Linked DNA regions of Sus scrofa: region 1 is linked to region 2. Evidence: chromatin contacts called from public promoter capture Hi-C data. All regions are on one chromosome and are shown on one strand. The core of a region is the stretch at or near the end of the contact, and the rest is flanking DNA. Distances in the headings are between cores, read along the strand shown.

Region 1 (5,921 bases), core at 310-2,809, 51 kb before region 2:
CACAGGGCACTGCTTGGTATCGTTGGGCCTGTGTTTACCTATGCCCCTCCTGTAAGGCAGAAACCTCACCTCCAGTCCTTCTCTACCCAGGGATGGCACGCAGTAAACTCGGGGGCAATGAGCAAATCTAGTTATTTTTAGTTAGTCCGTGTAGGGCTCTTTTGGCAGAGGAGTTTCGTTATGGAATAAGAGAGCCTCCTTCAAAGTATTATCTTTACATGCATTTCTTTCCCAGAGTGCTTTTCCCACACTTATTTGATGTAGCACCCTAACTCTGGGGAAGCTGTTTATTTACACTAAGCCTCAGTTTATGCCTTACCTGTAAAATGGACACAATAAGAATGCCTATTTCATAGGCCTCATGTAAGGGTTAAAAGAGAAGGTGGAAGCCGTTTGCGTAACCTAGTGCCTGACACATAGAAAGCATTTTTAAAAATACGTTAGCAGGTAGAAATAACGTTTTGCCTTCACACAGAGAGGGTTAATAACACACCCAAAGGTGCACAGCGAGCAAGCAGTGTGTTGCTGAGCCTGGGACCTCCACCAGCGCACTGACATTCTTAACTCCAGGACATGCCTCCCCTGCCCTTCTTGAGGCACAGAAAGCTTTGTTGGCCGGGTGTAGCAGATCTTGGCCCAGGACCGCAGCAGAACGGTGGCAAAGAGACACCACTGTTGTCTGAAGACAATGTCCAGTTTCCATCAGATCCCTAGCGCAGTCCTCGGGCTGCGTCCGCTGAGGACTCTGCTGGGGGTGGGCTCCACCCTGGAAGGAGGGAGGTGGGCTTCTCCGGGAACCCCCCCAGCCCTCCTTTCCACTTAGCAGCTTCTCAGCCCTCACCTAGTCCTCGGGGCAGGGGCGCTTGAGGGGCAGGGATCCCCCAGAGCAAGTGTGTGTTTGTGTGTGTGTGAGAGATCTTTACACCTGGTCGCGCGAAAAGGGTGGCAAGAAGAGCCGGCGCGCAGGAAGGACGCTGTCATCGGACCCCGGGTGGAGGGCGGTCCGGCTAACCCAGGGGCGGCGGGGCTGGTGCCAACGGCAGAGACCGCACCTCTGCGCCCGGGGCCTCGGGTCTCCGAGGTCTCCGGAAGATGCCCAGGAGTCCGGGCCCGCCCGGGGCCTGCGCTGCCCACGGCCCGTTTTGGGTAAACACCCCACCCGCTCCCGGGGGAAGCGCCGCCCGCGAGGGGCTTCTCGGAGCACCCGCCCGCGCCTCCCCGCAGCCGCGCGCCCGAGCCGCCGGAGCCGGGAGCCGGCGTCCCCCGCGCCCAAGGGGTACCTGCGAGCCCCCCCATGGCCGCGGTCCCCGGCTGTTTGTAGACCACCGTCCAGACGAGGAAGATGGAGAAGCCGGCCACGGAGCTGAGGCCGGAGTAGGCGGCGCGGAGGCCGAGCTGCAGGCGGGAGGGGGCCATGGGGCCGCGGGCGCCGGGCGCGGAGAGCGAGCGCCGCCGATGGTCACAGGTGCAGGGCCCGGAGCGGGAGCCGGGAGCCGGGAGCCGGGAGCCCAGCCGGAGCCGCGCGCCGCCCGCGCTCCGCCCCCGGCCCGCCCCCCTCGCGGCCCGCACAGCGCCCTCCGCGGCCGGAGGCCGTCCGCGCCCGGAACCACAGCCGCCAGCGCGTCCGGGCCGTGGCCTTGCGTCCTCAGGCCCCTGAAGGTTTGGGGATGCCGCCGAGGAAGGCAGGTTCCGGGGCTCGTCCTCTGAGCTCCCAGATCAGGATATTTGGGCCTCGGCGTTTCTACAAACCAACTGCAGTGCCTCCTTTGAACGTTTCTCTCTCAATAGGAGGCACGTTCTCGCCGAAGTTTTCCGAGGTAAATTTCTTGTTAAAAAGTCAATATATGAAAATTAAGGAATATGAACGTACGCAGTGAGTATGAGTCCTGCCGCCTCTATCCATCAAGTGCCCGCTTCCAGCGTGAAGCGATTCTCCGAAGAGTCTTCTCATGGAACCCCTGGCCATCACCTTCTAACCTCCAACATCCCACTCTCACGGGCAGCTCCCCTCTCCTTTCACCTTCCCAAGTCCATCGCCCACCCCCAGTCTACCAAGTATCCCTCCCATCAGAGTCATACAATTCTAGGGTAGTAACGAATCTATAGCAGTTGTACCCTGAGCTCCCACTGAGGGCCCAGCCTCACCCTGGGAGCCAGCTGGGAAATTCAAAACAAAACAAAACACACAGGCCTCAAGCTTATCTAGAGGAGGCTCAAAATAAGTAGCCAGTACCTCTTGTGTTTATTTCCTTTTGCATCTGTAACACATTACTACAGATCTGGTGGCTCCAAAGAGCACATTTATTATCTTACAGTTCTATAAGTCAGGTGTCCAAAAATGGAAATCAGTAGGCTAAAATCAAGGGGAGATGGGTCTTCCTTTTGGAGGCACAAGGGGAAAATCTGTTTCCTTGCCTTTTCCGGCTTCTAGAGCCACCAACATCCCTTAACTCCTGAATGTCTTTCTTCATCTTTAAGGCCCGCAATCACATCCCTCCGACCTCTGCTTCTGTTTGCTTCTTTTTTTTTTTTTTTTTGTCTTTTTGTTGTTGCTATTTCTTGGGCCGATCCCGCGGCATATGGAGGTTCCCAGGCTAGGGGTTGAATGGGAGCTGTAGCCACTGGCCTACACCACAGCCACAGCAACGCTGGATCCGAGCCACGTCTGCAACCTACACCACAGCTCACGGCAACGCCAGATCCTTAACCCACTGAGCAAGGGCAGGGACCGAACCCGCAACCTTATGGTTCCTAGTCGGATTCGTTAACCACTGTGCCACGACGGGAACTCCTGTTTGCTTCTGTTATTACATCTCCTTCACGCTTGCGAACTCTGCTGCCTCCTTCTTTTCCCTTGTAAGGACCCTTGTGATTAAAAACCTTGATAATCCAAAATAATTTCCCCACCGTAATCACATCTGCAAAATCTCTTTTGCCATGTAAAGGGAAACATATTCACAAATTCTGGGGATCAGGACATTGACATCTTGGGGCGCCATTATTCTGCTACCACATCCCCCTGGAATGTAATCTCCACGAAGAGCGACTGTGCCTCTTTTATTTATTTATATATTTATTTATTTATTTTTATTTAAAAATTTTTCTTTTTAGGGCCGCACTGCAGCATAGGGAAGTTCCTGGGCCAGGGATCTAATCCGAGCTGCCGCTGCCGGCCTGCGCCACGGCCACAGCAACACCAGATCCGAGCCACATCTGCAACCTGCTAAGCAAGGCCAGGGATGGAATCTGCATCCTCACGGACACTATGTCATGTTCTTAACCCGAGGAGCCACAACGGGAACTCTAAATGGGCCTCTTTTATTCATACCAACACACAGAAGCATTCCAGGCACATAGGAACCCCTTAATAAACCTGTGGCACAGATGAATGTGCGTGAAGGAAGGTAAGAATTAAATAGCAATAAAAGGAATCATACACAAGAAATCTAGGCAGGGCATGATTAATTGTCCAATACGTGATGTAAACCACATTTGCCTCACTTCAGAATAATGTGGGGAGCTGCTTAATGTAAAAAATAAATAAATAAATAAAAATAAAAAGACCCCCAGGAGTTCCCGCTGTGGTGAAACAGGATGGGCGGCGTCTTGGGAGCGCTGGGACTCAGGTTCAATACCCAGCCCAGAACACCGGGTTACTTGCCGCAGCTGCGGCTTGGGTAGTGACTATGCGGCTCGGATCTGACCCCTGGCCCTGGGAACTCTGATGAAAAACAGCAACAGTAACAAAAGACTCCCCATACTTCACTCCTGTCTTATTAAGTTTGAATATTGGGAGTGTGTATATATATATATATATATATATTTTGTCCTTTTGTCTTTTCTAGGGTCGCACCCATGGCATGTGGAGGTTCCCAGGCTAGGGGTCCAGTCGGAGCTGTAGCCGCCGACCTATGCCAGAGCCACAGCAACGCCAGATCCAAGCCACGTCTGCAACCTACACCACAGCTCACAGCAACGCCGGATGCTTAACCCACTGAGCGAGGCCAGGGATCGAACCCGCAACCTCATGGTTCCTAGTCGGATTCGTTAACCACTGAGCCACGAAGGGAACTCCATGAATCTTGGGAGTATATTTTTTAATGAGAAGTGATTTTAATATGGTGAGCTCAGCATCCAGCCCTCCTTTAGGAGGCGCTGATGGAGAGGGTTCTTGCTGGCTGCTCAGAGGAGGGAGTGAGCCCCATGGTCCAGAGGGCACTGCCAGGGATGGCTTTAGAGCCGGTGGCAGGAGGGGATAACCCTCCACGCAGAGGGAGCAGCATGTGTGACAGCCCAGAGGGAAGAAATAACATGGTAGGTTCAGGAAACTAAGTAGTTTGTGGTCTGTGGGTAGAGGGATGGGTTTTGAGGTTTGAAATGTTCTGAAGCTCTCACATTCTGCTAAAAAGTCTCCCCACCACCCCCAGCTCCATGGAGCCAGGGGAGGAAAGTAACAGTTCTGCGTTTTAGGGTAACAGTGTGAGGGCGACTGCCCAGGAAAAGACCCGAGAGATCATCCCAACAAAGCCTTCACCTCCCTGTGTGTTAGTTACCAGTCTGTACAATGGGCACAGCCATGGTGTCTATTTGAAAGCATTGTAATGAGGAGTCAGTGCTTTGAAGAGTGGCGAGTCCACAGTGCTTTGAAGAGTGGCGAGTCCACAGTAGGTGCTTAAGAAATGTTGGCAAGTGTGGTTAGTAGCCACAGAAAGGCTTCCACGGCAAGAGGTGATGAGAGGAGACTGATGGGGCGGCGGCGGGGGGCGGGGGTCAGGCAGAGGCAGTGCAAATGGAGAAGAGGACGCTGATGCAAGAGATATTTCAGCTCTTTGAACCTTAAGGTCGGGTAGTAATTAATTAGCTGGGCAGATAGAAGGGAGGAAGGCAAAAATATTATGAGTGTACATATCAGGAGTATTGGGGAGGAGTGAACAAATGTGTGACCCTGGAGAGTGAGATTGTGCAAGAAAATAATGAGAGAGAGTTCTGTAACCGCAGCCTGGGTCCAGGACGTCTGAGAAGGTTAAGAGTGGGCCAAGACTTTTTCACTGTGGAAGCAATACAGAGCTGCTGAAAGATTTTATAGATGGGACCACCGCTTACTGTGGGGCCTGGGCAGGTTCCCCTGACTCAGCGGAACTTTCTGCCAGGAAGAAAATATTCTAGACCTGCCCTCTCCAAGATGGTAGGTTCTGGTCATATGTGGCCGTTGAGTGTTTGATATGTGCCTACTCTGACTAAAGCACTGAACTTTTAATTGATTTTAATTTAAATAGCTACACGTGGCTACCATATACATATATATATATATTTGGTTTTTAGGCCTGCACCCTCGGCATATGGACGTTTCCAGGCTAGAAGTCAAATCAGAGCTACAGCTGCAGGCCTGCACCACAGCCACAGCAATGCCAGATCCGAGCCACGTCCGGGACCTGCACCATAGCTCACAGAAATGCTGGATCCCTGACCCACTGAGTGAGGCCAGGGATTGAACCTGCATCCTCATGGATACTAGATGGATTAGTTTCCACTGCGCCACAACAGGAACTCCTTTTTTCTTTTTATTTAAAAAAATATTTTTCATTTATTATTTTATTTTTAATATTTTGCTGGTGGCTACCATGTCAGACAGCACAGGAACCTCTCAGAATGCCTGTTGCTCCATCTGTATGGCTGGGGTGCCTCATCAGCATATTATTTCAAATGGGACATAGTGAGATACTGCAGTTAAAGACCTCAATGTAGTCACTCAACAAATTATTATCGCCGTTGTTGAAATAAGTTGTTCTTATTGAACAGGGGTAGCATGACATAAACCATGTCTTAGGGAGATGCTTTAGACTTTGGTATCCAGGTTAAATTCGATGGGAAAAGAAAATTGTAGAAGAGAAGGCACTCCCAAGGCTCTTTCAGTGGTGAGG
Region 2 (6,235 bases), core at 1,295-3,794:
CCCATGGCCTGTTGGTCCTGACAGACCCCCGACCGCCTTGGGAGCCCCAAGGTGAGTGCAGTCTACTTAAGCAGTGGCCTAATGCTGGGGTCTTGTCTGGCCCCTGTCCCACCAGAAACCAGTAGATTCTGGGAACACTTTTCTAGCCCCACCTGAACCCTGCTGGTCTAGTGGCGGCAGAGCACCAGGCACAGAGGAGCCTCCGTAAGTATTTCCTGATGGAATTCCCATTCCTCACATCGCTGACAGCTGACCATCCTTGCCCAGGTGGCTTCATCGTCTTCCCCACCCTCCAAACCTCTGCAGAGGCCACCGCTGCACCCTTCCTCACATCCTGATGTGGAAGAGGCACCTCTTATTTTTCTCTCTGTGGGTGTCCTAGCCACAAGCCCCACTTGCCACCCTCTCCCCACCCAGGTCTCTGGGACCTGGCCTCCAGGGACTCCCACCTTTGCTGGCTGGCCCCATAGTGGCTCCTTGGGCAGAAGAACTTTGAATCAAGGGAAAAAGCCCATGTGAGCACCTAACTGGCGGAGAACTTGGAAAGAGGAGCAGCTTCATTGTCCAGACCAGGCCAGCCGGGAAGAGAAAGCAGTGTGTCTGCCTCGAAATCATATGTATGTGCGTCAAAATTTATCCATGACGCATCTTTGCATGAATATATGGGTGTATGTTCACATTTTGGCTGGATGGATTTTTCCTCCTGCCATCTTGACTTTTGTCCATTTCAGCATGTGTTGGGCTGTAGAATCCTGGGGTTTGGGTATCAGGTCTGGGAAGGGGGTTTGAGCAGCCTGGAAAGGGTGCGCTCCTCGGCACCCGAGGCCTTCCTGTGGAGGCAGGGAGGAGATTTAGGGTTTAGAGCGTTGCCACATCTTATGAGAAGTGAATTCGGTGACCGTGGAGGGCCCTTTAATTCCCATGAATCTGATTCCAGGCTACGTTGCAAAGCAACCTGGACATAACTAAGAGGTTGTTGATGCATTTCTTTTTTTTTTTTACTTTTTAAATGGTTTTTATTTTTTTCCATTATAGTTGGTTTACGGTGTTCTGTCAATTTTCTACTGTTCAGCAAAGTGACCCAGTCACACATGCATATATACATTCTTTTTCTCACATTATCAGGCTCCATCACAAGTGACTAGATGTAGTTCCCTATTCTATACAGCAGCATCTCACTGCTTATCCATTCCAAAGGCAATAGTTTGCATCTATTAACCCCAGACTCCCAGTCCATCCACTCCCTCCATGTTTGAGGCACATCTTCCAGCCTTTCTGTGCCTCAGTTTCCTCACCTGTAAAACGAAGGTAACAACAGTAACTGTTAAGGGCTGTAGTGAGAATGTATAGCACATAGGAAGCGCTTGGTGGGTGACACGTGGTATGTGCTCAGTCGGTGCAGGTGGTCGTTGTTAAAGTTGTGGTTCTCGTTGGAGGGCCCTGCCTGGAACACCCATCTGGCTCTTTGGGGTCAGTTTCAACTGTCTCCCCAGCTTCCAGCCCTGTTCCTGCCCTAAAACTCCCCTGATGAAGAGAAGTGCTCCCACCCCTGAAGCTCTATCCCATAGTCCGCTCAGCTGGTCATCAGGGCAACCCCGGCCACACCCCACTCCCACTCGGAAGCTTTGGCCTTGCCCAGGATCTACCCATCTGGGTCCCTGGAAGGGAGAGACCACCGAATCCTAAACTCAGAGGTGCCATTGCTTCCTGGCCCAGCCAGGGCACTCCTTTATTTCCTAAACTAACTGGAGTCCAAGATACATCGCTGTGCTGCCAGTCCAGGGAGGGTGGGGCTTCTGGCAGGGAGCAGCTCAGCACCTGCTTCCCGGCTGTGCAAACGGCACTTTTGCAAACAAAGCAGCCATTTCTGCTCCTACTCCCTCTAACTGGTCTTACTTCCTGGAGGAAAGGGAGGGGCTTACTCCCCGTTGTGCTTCTGCCTTGAGTGCCTTGCAAGGTGACTTGCCCCCGGCTGTTCTCTCCACCCCTGAGGGGCCTTGAGTTTGGTCTCATCTCCACACAGAGGGGTTGGGGGGTTCTCCTTAAGCCACTGGCCACCCCCAACCCACCACCCCGGGGCAGGAGCAAGAAGCCTGGAAATTAAGATCAGAACTTGGAAGGGTCATTGGCTTCAACCTCATCATTTCAAAGAGGAGAAAACTGAAGACAGAGGGACGCAGACTCCTCTGTTCGAGTACACTGGCTGAGGAGGGCGTGCCTCCCCACCCCTGCCCCCACGCTATCCTGGGGGAAAAAAATCAAAATCAGTACTGAGTGGTCTCAATTACTCATCAGTTTTGCCTTTTTCTGAGACTTTTTTTGAGAGGGCTGAGAATCTCCATGCCATGCTTTCTAGAAAGGGCATTTCACTTAGAAGATTTTACCTTTACTAGAAGGGAAAAACTTGGCAGCCCCATGTTGCTGCACTTTTGCTCTCAGATCTGGGGAGATGGGAGCCCTGAGAAGCTCGCTTCTCTCTGGGGAGGGGTCCTTGGGGGAGAGGATGAAACAGGGGATGAAGGGAGGAGATGAAGGGAGGAGACGAAGGGTGGGTCCTTCGGCTGATTTTAAGAGGCTTTTTGGCCTCCCCAACCTCATAAACCTGGAGCCTGTGAGAACCTGAAACAAGTAAAACCTGAGATGCTGACTCAGCAAGAGTGAGAGGCTCATTTGCATGATATTTCTAGGGTGATGTAGCTATGTGCGGCTCGTGTAGTAAGAAGAGCATTTGTTCCTGACCCATGACGCCTAGATCCTGCCTTCCTTCTGGCGACCCCAAGGTTTGCTGAAGCACTTTCTGTTTGCCAAACATGTAATGATCATCTTACTCTGTTCCTCATGCTGAGCTTATTCCTGGAGTTCAAAAATGGAGCTGCTTATAGCCTCTTGGAAGGTCAGGCCTGTGGTTTGCAGGTAGGTGGGCATTTGGAGGGTATCACCCAAAGATGAGCCCATAGGTACTCCTCACCTGGCCATAGAACCCCACCAAACTAGGCCCAAGATGCTGTGCCTGCTTACATGACCTATTTTCTAGCTACCAACAGCTAGCATTATCTATTCTAAACATCTGGCAGTACCTGCCTGCTTAGTCACCTTGCCCCTGTCTTCAAACAGCTGTAGGGTCCCACCCCCTCTCCGCCTCCTTCCATCTGGGGTCCCTCCCCTTTTTCTTCTTGGAAGGATCTGGAGGCACCAGATCCACAAGTTCTGATGTCTTTAAAAGGATCCGCCTGGGTAATAAGGCTCTTGTGGGAGCAGTGACATTCACATTGACGCCAGTGAAAGTCCAACTGCCAACCCCCTTGTGGCCTTCAGCTGGACATCATGAGGGCCTGTGTCCCCCTGATAGTGGCCATGCTCTGCGGCCTGGCCTGGGCAGGTAAGTCACGACTGGTGGGGATGACAGGGGGTCCTGCGAAAAGCAGCAGAGAGTTGAGGGACTTGGTAGAGGGTGAAGGTAGAGAGACAAGGGAGGGCCACTCTGTCCTGATGCCATGGACACCTTCGACTTGGCCTGGTCTGAGGAAGGAGTTGCCTTCCTCAGGGCAACTGGTGGACGAATGTCATGGAAGCCCCTTCTTGCCACTTTGGAAGACGAGCCCCAAGCATCCCTTCGTCCAACCTGACTTTTGACCTTAGCAAGGCTTTTTTTTTTGTTTTGTCTTTTTGTTTTTTCCTGGGACCACTGTATGGTCTAAAGATGGGCTGTGAGTGACTGGGTTTGAATGGCCTGGCTGCCCTTGATCCCTTCCTTTGCTGCCCGGGGATGGGTGAGTTGTCTGGGCTGGGAGTTTCTCTGAGTAAAGACTTAGGAGGGGGGAACCTGGAAGAGCCCTGACCAGGAGGCAGGCGGCGTGCTCTCGGGGCTGCATAAGTGGTCCGTCCTGCATTAGGGGAACTGAAGCAGAGAAAGGTCCTAGCGGTCCGGGGATGGGATGGCAGGTGAGGACAGGAGCCGCTTCCTGTTTGGCAGCTGGCAGGTGCTGCTGCTGAGGTGTTAATAGGTGGTTAATGGGTGAGTGGGAAGGGTGCGGAGGGAGGGGGCTGAGCTGAGGGGTGTGAGGAGAGTCCTCCTCTGCCCAGAGAAGAGAGAATCCAAGCTGGATTCCCTTTCCACCCCACCCCAGTTGTTCCTACATAGGGCTCTTGTAAGGACTGCATAAGATAAGGTCTAAGAGGCGCTCTACGTGGAGTGAGCGCTCCATGGATTGGGTCCTTGATCATGGTTGTGAGTATAAATCAAAATAAATATAAAACATTCATTTATATATATAAATTCATTTATATATTTACATTTGTATCACATTAATTATATATTCTATTAATAAAATGTGGACAATAAATTTAATACAAAATATTAATGTAATATATTGATATAAAATATTATTTATATAGAGATTTATCTAAATAGAAAATTTACTCTTGCAATCATTTCCGGTCAGATGGTGGATACGAAGACCCCTAATGAGATTCCTAAGTGGAAAGCCTTTGGAGGGGAAAGCCGTTCCCAGGCCTCCCACGCTGGGTGGGCTCGGGTACCTGCACTTGGGCACCCACAGCAGAGAGGCCAGGCCCGGGTGGTGCAAGGCTCGTGGTAGAGTGAGGGCAGCGTGAGAGCTTCTAGCTTAGTGTGAAGGAGAGGCCGTGGGGTTAGGGCTTCCCAGTGTCCGGAGAGGAGAGCCGCTGGAGACGTTTGGTCCCCAGGGGACATCCCTGAGGGCAGGGGCAACAGTAGCTTCAAGGTGCAGGTGGAGCCCTTGCCCCTGGGGATGGTGATCTGATGCTGGTGTGGGGCCGAGGGGAAGGTGAGGGTCCAGTGGATGATAGGTCTAACACTTGGCTGAAGTGTTAGACCTATTCCAACATCTCAAGAGTCCCTGTTGTGGCTCAGCAGGCTAGGAGCCTGACATAGTGTCTGTGAGGAGGCAGGTTCAATCCCCAGACTTGCTCAGTGGGTTAAGGATCCAGCGTTGCCTCAAGGTTCAGCATAGGTTGCAGATGCTGCTTGGAGCTGGTGTTGCTGTGGCTGTGGTGTAGGCAGGCAGCTGCAGCTCGGATTTAATCCCTGGCCCGGGAACTTCCATGTGCCATGGGTGCACCTCTAAAAAGACACACACACACACACACACACACACACACACACACACCACACACAAAACAACCTTCAACATCTCAGAACTTAGATGCAGGAGTATGAATTGTGTGGGAACCAGACTCAGGTACCCAGTTGTTTCAAGTGAACTCAGGCAGGAAGCTGGTCCTGGAAGGGCATCTTCTTGGTTGGCTCAGGTCTCCATGGAAACAGCATCTGGGGCCCCCAGAAAAGCAGAGACATAGGATCTCTGAACCATCAGAAGGGCTGAGCACTGGCCATATAGGGACACCCAGGCATGGGACCAAGCTTCTCGGTGGGCAGTGTAGATAGGAGTGGGTATTCTGGCTTATTAAAATCTTTAAATTTGCAGAGAAATGTAGTGTGTTAGGTGGGGGTGAGGATGGGGAGGAGGGGGTGGTGGGAAGGGGGATAAGCTTTTCACAGGGAATGGAGGGAGACTCTTTCCGGGATAAGACAGGCAGAACGAGGAAAGGTAGAACGAGAGAGATGGGGTGGACAGACGAGGGTTGAAAGGTTGTTGGAGCAGTGATTCAGTGCCTGGCTGGTGAGTGAGGCGCACATGGAGCATTTGTGTGAACAGGAGATACTGAGGTGAGAAGTCAGGGTGATGAGCCATACGAGTGTCCCCAGAAGAGCACGGGAGGTGCCTACCAGCCCTCGCCTCCCTACTCAGATCCCAAGGTGCTCTCGAAGCAGATCAGGTTTACAGGGACACATGAAGGATCCGTGGCCTGGGGTTCCTTCTGGGGACAAAGTTCTTGAACAGAGATGAAAAGGTCCACTCAGCCAGGGCCAGTGGGGAGTGTTCTCCTGAGCTCCACAGAGCTGACTATTCACTTCACCCCTTCTCAGCGGGTGCCAGCTGCTGGAATGGCGTGAATCCCTTCTTTGGACTCTGTTGATCTGGCCCATTAAGAACGTTGCCCTGATTTGTCTGAATTCTCTCCCTTCAGATTCTGGGTGTACTGCCAGCCTGGCCGAGCAGGCAGCTGACACAGCCCTTCCCCCTGGCTTGAAAACTCCTCCTTAGGGGCCTTGCATTTGAGTCCAAGGAGCATCATTTAAGATGCACGAGAAGATCCCCTGGGCCTCGAGGGACAAGCGGCCTTGGACCTGGTC

Evidence for each region. Promoter capture Hi-C pulls out the DNA fragments that hold promoters and counts their contacts.
Region 1: a contact with region 2 is called in a promoter capture Hi-C map of fetal liver, with 2.1 times the contacts expected there. The contact joins the promoter of SLC48A1 here to the promoter of ENDOU in region 2. A contact is called at or near these places in 1 of 5 promoter capture datasets (fetal liver), 18 of 47 Hi-C or Micro-C datasets (alveolar macrophages, blood, brain and 10 more) and 2 of 2 datasets of contacts at active chromatin or transcription factors (alveolar macrophages and skeletal muscle).

What each region holds. Positions count from the first base shown.
Region 1 is chr5:78,136,858-78,142,778 of Sscrofa11.1, reverse strand. It overlaps SLC48A1 (heme transporter HRG1), which reads right to left and starts at 1,559. Exons shown (of 3, transcript XM_021092605.1): 1 at 1,281-1,559. The coding sequence starts at 1,416.
Region 2 is chr5:78,086,610-78,092,844 of Sscrofa11.1, reverse strand. It overlaps ENDOU (poly(U)-specific endoribonuclease), which reads left to right and starts at 2,544. Exons shown (of 11, transcript XM_021092594.1): 1 at 2,544-3,379. The coding sequence starts at 3,325.